Linked DNA regions of Hordeum vulgare: region 1 is linked to region 2. The links are chromatin contacts, called in public Hi-C maps. All regions are on one chromosome and are shown on one strand. The core of a region is the stretch at or near the end of the contact, and the rest is flanking DNA. Distances in the headings are between cores, read along the strand shown.

Region 1 (3,017 bases), core at 385-2,884, 700 kb after region 2:
GAATCATGCTCTGTTCTTCTCTTTCCCATAAACTAAATGATCCGACGTCTGTATAAGTTCTTACATGGTTTTCATATGGCTAGCCTGCTGAAGCTAACTGAAGTTATTTGATCTGCATTCAGGTTCTTACAGAACCAAAAAATTCACTTTCGAGACAATACAGGAAAATGTTTAGCCTGAACAATGTGAGTCTACTACAACTTCAAGTGATTATAGACTTGCTTCTGTGCGCCAATTTCTAGCATTCCTTTTTCCCCGATTCTCCAGGTTAAGCTACACTTCACTGATGGTGCACTGAGAATAGTAGCAAAGAAGGCCATAGTCAAAAACACTGGTGCACGTGGTCTAAGAGTCATCTTAGAGACCATTCTACTGGAGGCCATGTATGAGGTAGTTGCTTGCAGTTTTCTGTAATGAACGCTGCAAAATCGAGGCATACGTTCTAACATTCTTTGTAAACAGATCCCTGATGAGAAAGCCGGAAACGAGCGAGTAGATGCTGTTGTGGTGGATGAGGAGGCCATTGGTTCCGTTGACAGGCCCGGGTGCGGGGCTAAAATTCTTCGGGGGGACGGCGCACTGGCACAGTACATAATAAGAAATAACTTACCAAACTCACCGGTATGGTACTCTTGATTTCTGAAACACAAAAGGTTGCACTGGGGGTCATTAGACCAAATATACACATAAAGCACAATAGGCTTTCCTTTAAAATTGAAATGGAGAAAATAGCTGTTAACTTGCGCAGCCTCCTCTAATCTCTGCTCTAACTTGTTTCCTCTAACTTGCAGGAAACCAACGAGGCTTTGGCCGGGGAGCTTGAAGACGCGTACATGCTGTCAAGAATCGTTAGCTTGTGATTAACCTTACAGACACCGTATATTCTGTAAAATGTCCACCACTCACACCCAGTCAATTTAACCAATTTTCCTGTGATCTATTTCAAGTTTGCGGTGAGGTCCGACGAGCAGAGATCCGGCCGTCGCGTCATTTGTTGTAATTGTTGATGTAAACAGGAGTTGCCTTTTGATCGAGCAACCATCCTGCTATAAGCAAAATGTTTCTCATTGTTTCTTTCTGGTGCTCCCAACCGGGCAGCTAGCTTATAGTTAGCTGTTGTCAGCAAAGGTGTAAACACCATGACACCCTCCTCACAGTTATACTCCGTAATAAGCACCTGTACAGGTTTCAGCTTTCAAGCTGAAAACATCCTGCAATTTCTACCTTTTGTTCAAGTCGTTCGTTATGGGACGCTACGATATCATCGCTTCAAATTTGAACTAAAACCACGACAAGAATTAGAATTGTGAAATGAAGCGGAGTACTTTCCATGATCACCATCATATGAACGTTTATGGAATCATGAATCTTCAGGTCAATGGTGCTGAAAAATGGTTCAGACCACACACACACAGGGTCTGAAGTCAGCTGGGCAGTTTCGAAGAGAAAGAAAGGTGGGTGTTTCACTGAAGCGGCCTCTGTAGTCCTAACGACAAGCGAAAACCTTGGTGCGGTTGCGTAAACCCAGCGCGTGCACGGATCACGAGGCTGATCGTGCGGCGGGGCGCGGCCAGACGGACCCGTTCAGCCGTCACTCTCGTCACCGTTCCCCCCCTCCCCCCCTCCCTCGTCCTCTCCTCACCCCAGTCGCTGAGAGAGAAAAGATATCGAACTCCCGCGAACCTTCGGAGCGCGCACGGGGCGGGCGAGCGAGCGAGAGAGAGAGATGGCGTACGGCGGCGGCAGGAGGGGCTCTTCCAGGTGGGGCCTTCCGATGGTGAGGTCGGACGCGCTCGGCAAGCTGGGGCCCTCCTTCGGCATCGGCGCCGGCTGCGGCGTCGGCGTCGGGGTCGGCCTCATCGGCGGTACGTGCCTCCCCAGATTTACCCCCGCCTCCTCTCCGTCGACCTGGATTGAATCGGCGATGGGCACGGTACATGTTCGCCTGCCACCGACTAGGTTGCCCGCTGCCGGTGTTTAGTTTGGATTTTCAGTGCCGTCAGTCAGTGGCGAATAGTGTGTGGGGATTCGGGACCCGTCGCCGTCAGGATCAGGATCAGGCTAGCCAGTTCGATTAATTCGATTCGAGGCTATTATTTCTGTGAGAACCCTGCAAACATATCCTGCACTTGTAATCAGTTGCATGTTGCCAGCAACTGTTGGAGTGGGAAGGCTTCAGGGTTCAGGTACCTCAGGTGCGATCATTTAGGTCTGTATGAAGTATCCGGGTTCTGGAATTCCAAAACCATCGTAAATAACAGTGCAAGTGCGCAACTATGTAATGCTATACGGGCACGGGCTGTCCAGCAATCTAACCCCCTCCCGTCCGCAGTTTGAGTAGGGAGGATTAGCATTTTTTTGGCTTCTGAATGTGTGGATGACTAGTTGCACAGCATCTGTGTCTTCCATGGTCAAACCTGAATGAAAAGGCTCTGTGTAAATATTTGTCGACTTGAAATGTCATTCTGAAGCTTATCTGAAGAGGAATTTGCGGCTAAGATTCGAGAATTATAATAATATTTGGTATAGTATATGGCGTCGCTGTTTTCTCAGAGAGCCATGGGGCGTAAATGAGTAGCTGTAGTTTAGAATGTACTAATCCCTCCGTTCCTAAATATAAGTCTTTCTACAAATTCTCTAAAAGATTACATACGGATGTATAGACATATTCTAGAGTGTAGATTCACTCATTTTGCTCCGTATGTAGTCTCCTAGTGAAATACCTAAAAGGTCTTATATTTTGGAACGGAGTGAGTATAAGTCTTTTAAGAGATTTCACTAGGTGACTACATACGAAGCAAAATGAGTGAATCTATACTCTAAAATATGTCTATGTACATCCGTATGTAGTTTATAGTACAATCTTTAAAAGGTCTTATATTTAGGAACGGAGGGAGTATTTAGGAATGGAGGGAGTAGTATCTAAGAGAAGACCAACCAGATAAGGGGAGACAGGAAGGTAAATGTGGTTATCATGCACAGCTCAGTATACAATCTGAAATGGAGATAGCTATATC
Region 2 (3,164 bases), core at 68-2,567:
ACAAGTTGCGGAAACAACCGCTTTGTTTCGGCCCCGACAGAGCTGCAGATGGCTATAGACTTTTTTCTGTCACAAAGATTTAATACGGGGTGATCGATAGATTGAGCTGACAGTTTTTACAACAAGCATAATGTCGCGTTCGGATGTTTGCAACGGGGACCGTGTTGTGAAACTTTTGCAACATAGACATTATTACAGAAATTTTTCTGCAACAAAGCTAATGTTGCAGATTTTTTTAACTTTACGTTGGTTTTACGAAAAATGTTCTGCAACATAACTGATGTTGCAAAAAAAATTCTTGCAACAATGAAAATGTTGCAGAAAAAAACCCAAATCCGTCTTCCTAGCCAGACGAGCCCCGAAACACCCCTACTATTATCCAGTATTAGGAATGTTTGTCCTGAAACAACAGGTGAGTTGTAGAAAAATGTAAACGACTACGGCAGACGCGAGGACGCTGTCACCGTCTGATCAACACACAATCAAACGGCCACGGAACTGGCGGACGGCCGCGCGCGATCAGCCGGTAGAAGTTAATCTTTTCCCTTTTAATATGCAGTGAATATTCCTAAAAAAATGCAGAAATATCTATTTTGTAAACCAGCGTGTTATATTTTTTACAATTTTATATCTTACAATTTATTTTAAATATGTAAAAAAGATGCAAAATAATTTGTGGTTGCATGGTTAGAGGAACGTGGTATCCCCATCCCATTAGGGTTCAAGTCCTAGTATTTGCATTATTTATGAATTTATTTGAGAAATTTCAACGATACTTTTTCAGTTGAAGGAGACGTTTTCGTGAACGACGAGACGCCTATGTTGATTTTGCAAAATCTCAAGATGATATGTCGGCTCAGTCTTTCGAAGGTGCTCATAAGGTAAGGTATGCATGTGTGCATTTATAAAGGCAAGTGTATGCACGTATATATGTGCGTTTGTGTTTGTAATGTGTACTCTCCCGTTCCTAAATATAAGTCTTTTTAGATGTTTCACTAGGAGACTACATACGGATATATATAGACATAACTTTAGAGTATAGACATAACTTTAGAGTGTAGATTCATCCATTTTGCTTCGTATGTACTCATTTAATGAATTTTTTAAAAGACTTATATTTAGGAGCGGAGGGAGTATTAAAAAAACTATGTAAAAAAGATGCGACAGTTTTTTTTGACAGCTTGTTTATATATATCGGTTTAAAACAGGAAAGCCGAAGAACGAAAACGGCTGAAGGAGCGCCCCGCGAATCGGCAGAGTGGGCCGGCCCACTACACCCGTGGTGTCTCGCCTCACACCAACCCTAGCCGGCAGGACGCCGCTGAGCCCACCCACCACCCGAGTCGCTGCCCGCCGCCCTCCCAATCGACACCTCGCCGTCCACCACCGCTTTCGCCCTCCTCCGCCGCCAGTCCAAGCCAACGCCTCCTCCTCGACCACCTCATCCCCTCCATCTAGCCCTAGCGCCGCCAGCCAGCCAGCCATCCCGCCCGCCTGCCGCCTACCGTCAGCAGCTGCGAGGAGGAGACCATGAAGCTCGACGTGAACGCCCTCCGCTACCTCTCCAAGGACGACTTCCGCGTCCTCACCGCCTGCGAGATGGGCATGCGCAACGTAAGCCCTTAAGCCCTACTCCTCGGCCAGCCTTGACCCGGCGCCATGTGAGACTGTTCGCCCTGACGCTTTGCGTTTTGGTTTTGGATTCGCAGCACGAGATCGTGCCCGCGGAGCTCGTCGACCGCATCGCCGGATTGAAGTGAGTTGTGCCGCGTGCTCTTTCGTGAATTTTTCTGTATGTGGTCTGGGAAATATAGGCCTCTGCTAGGTGTATTTAGCTGCAAGTGTGGTGATGGTGATTAGCGTTCTTAGACGAGTTGATATGATGGCTCGTGGGCTGTCATTTAAGGTTAATCGTTCGGTCTGAACTTCACATAGTGTTTCGGTTAAGCTTTGCACCTTTTTGTAAGCTTTGATGCACAATATCAATAGTTGTGTATATATTGGTTAAAACGAAGTTGGAATTCACTGTTAGAACTTTTGGCTGCAGTATGTAATGTCCACTATGTGCTGAAAAAGCCGAGGTCCGAGACCACGGCTTAAAACAACTTGGGTTCTCTGTGTGCTAGGGCTCTGTAATATTTGGAAACCAGTTTCAAGTGTATTACAATTCTTTCTGTATTTAGGCATGGAGGCACATATAAAGTGCTGCGGAATTTGTTGAAGAACAAACTGGTGCACCATGATTGTAAAAAGTGTGAGTCATTGATGTCGAAACCTTCTTCGTTTTATGCTAGATGGATATCTGGATTATCATAGCTGCTTTTTTTTTTTTTTGGTTATAGATGATGGGTTTCGGCTCACATATCTTGGGTATGACTTCCTCGCCATAAAAACTTTGGTTAATCGTGGAGTCTTTGCTTCGGTTGGTCGCCAAATCGGTGTTGGAAAAGAGTCAGGTACATGGATGACGGATGTCCTGCTCATTTTATAATTTTATCCCCAGTTTATGGTTGTTATCCTGCTCATTTTAAAGTTGCACAAGACAGATATTGTGAAACATGTGAGTCACTGCTTGTTCTTGCATGTTCTGTTATATACGATCTGTGATGACATCAATTTGCAACTTGATTAAGAAAAAAAACAGCTATCTAAAGTTCTATACACCCAATCATGTAAACACAGCCCAACCAAACTGGATTGTTACAATCCATGGCAATGCCATATGGAACCCTAGATTGTACCTACCAAATATTAAGTGCTTTATGTGGAATGTTTCATTTTTCTTATAGATATATTTGAGGTTGCCACGGAGGATGGAACAGTGTTGGCCATGAAGCTTCATAGGTTGGGTAGGACATCTTTTAGGGCTGTCAAATCAAAGCGTGACTATTTAGCCCACCGGAGGAGCTTTAACTGGCTGTACTTATCACGGCTTGCGGCCCTCAAGGAATTTGCTTTTATGAAGGTTTTTGCACGGCTCTACTTTTCATTCATTTATAATCTATCTAACTGTTTAATTGTTTAACAATCTTATACTGTTTTCTCATTCCACTTGAAGGCTTTAGGAGATCATGGATTCCCTGTTCCCACAGCGGTGGATTGCAATCGGCACTGTGTGATTATGTCACTTGTGCCGGGATATCCACTGTAAGTTGGCATTCTTG

The links. A called contact is a pair of places that touch in the nucleus more often than the background predicts.
Region 1: a Hi-C map of leaf shows a contact between it and region 2, with 3 times the contacts expected there. The contact joins the promoter of LOC123445103 here to the promoter of LOC123445094 in region 2. A contact is called at or near these places in 2 of 6 Hi-C or Micro-C datasets (leaf and seedling).

The regions. Positions count from the first base shown.
Region 1 is chr3H:562,969,035-562,972,051 of MorexV3_pseudomolecules_assembly, forward strand. It overlaps LOC123445103 (protein TRIGALACTOSYLDIACYLGLYCEROL 5, chloroplastic-like), which reads left to right and starts at 1,635. Exons shown (of 4, transcript XM_045122035.1): 1 at 1,635-1,865. The coding sequence starts at 1,727. It overlaps LOC123445102 (CLP protease regulatory subunit CLPX1, mitochondrial-like), which reads left to right. Exons shown (of 15, transcript XM_045122034.1): 12 at 123-185; 13 at 268-390; 14 at 463-621; 15 at 792-1,074. The coding sequence ends at 860.
Region 2 is chr3H:562,268,096-562,271,259 of MorexV3_pseudomolecules_assembly, forward strand. LOC123445094 (serine/threonine-protein kinase rio2) reads left to right here and starts at 1,318. Exons shown (of 13, transcript XM_045122024.1): 1 at 1,318-1,614; 2 at 1,710-1,756; 3 at 2,184-2,254; 4 at 2,343-2,456; 5 at 2,790-2,965; 6 at 3,059-3,147. The coding sequence starts at 1,531.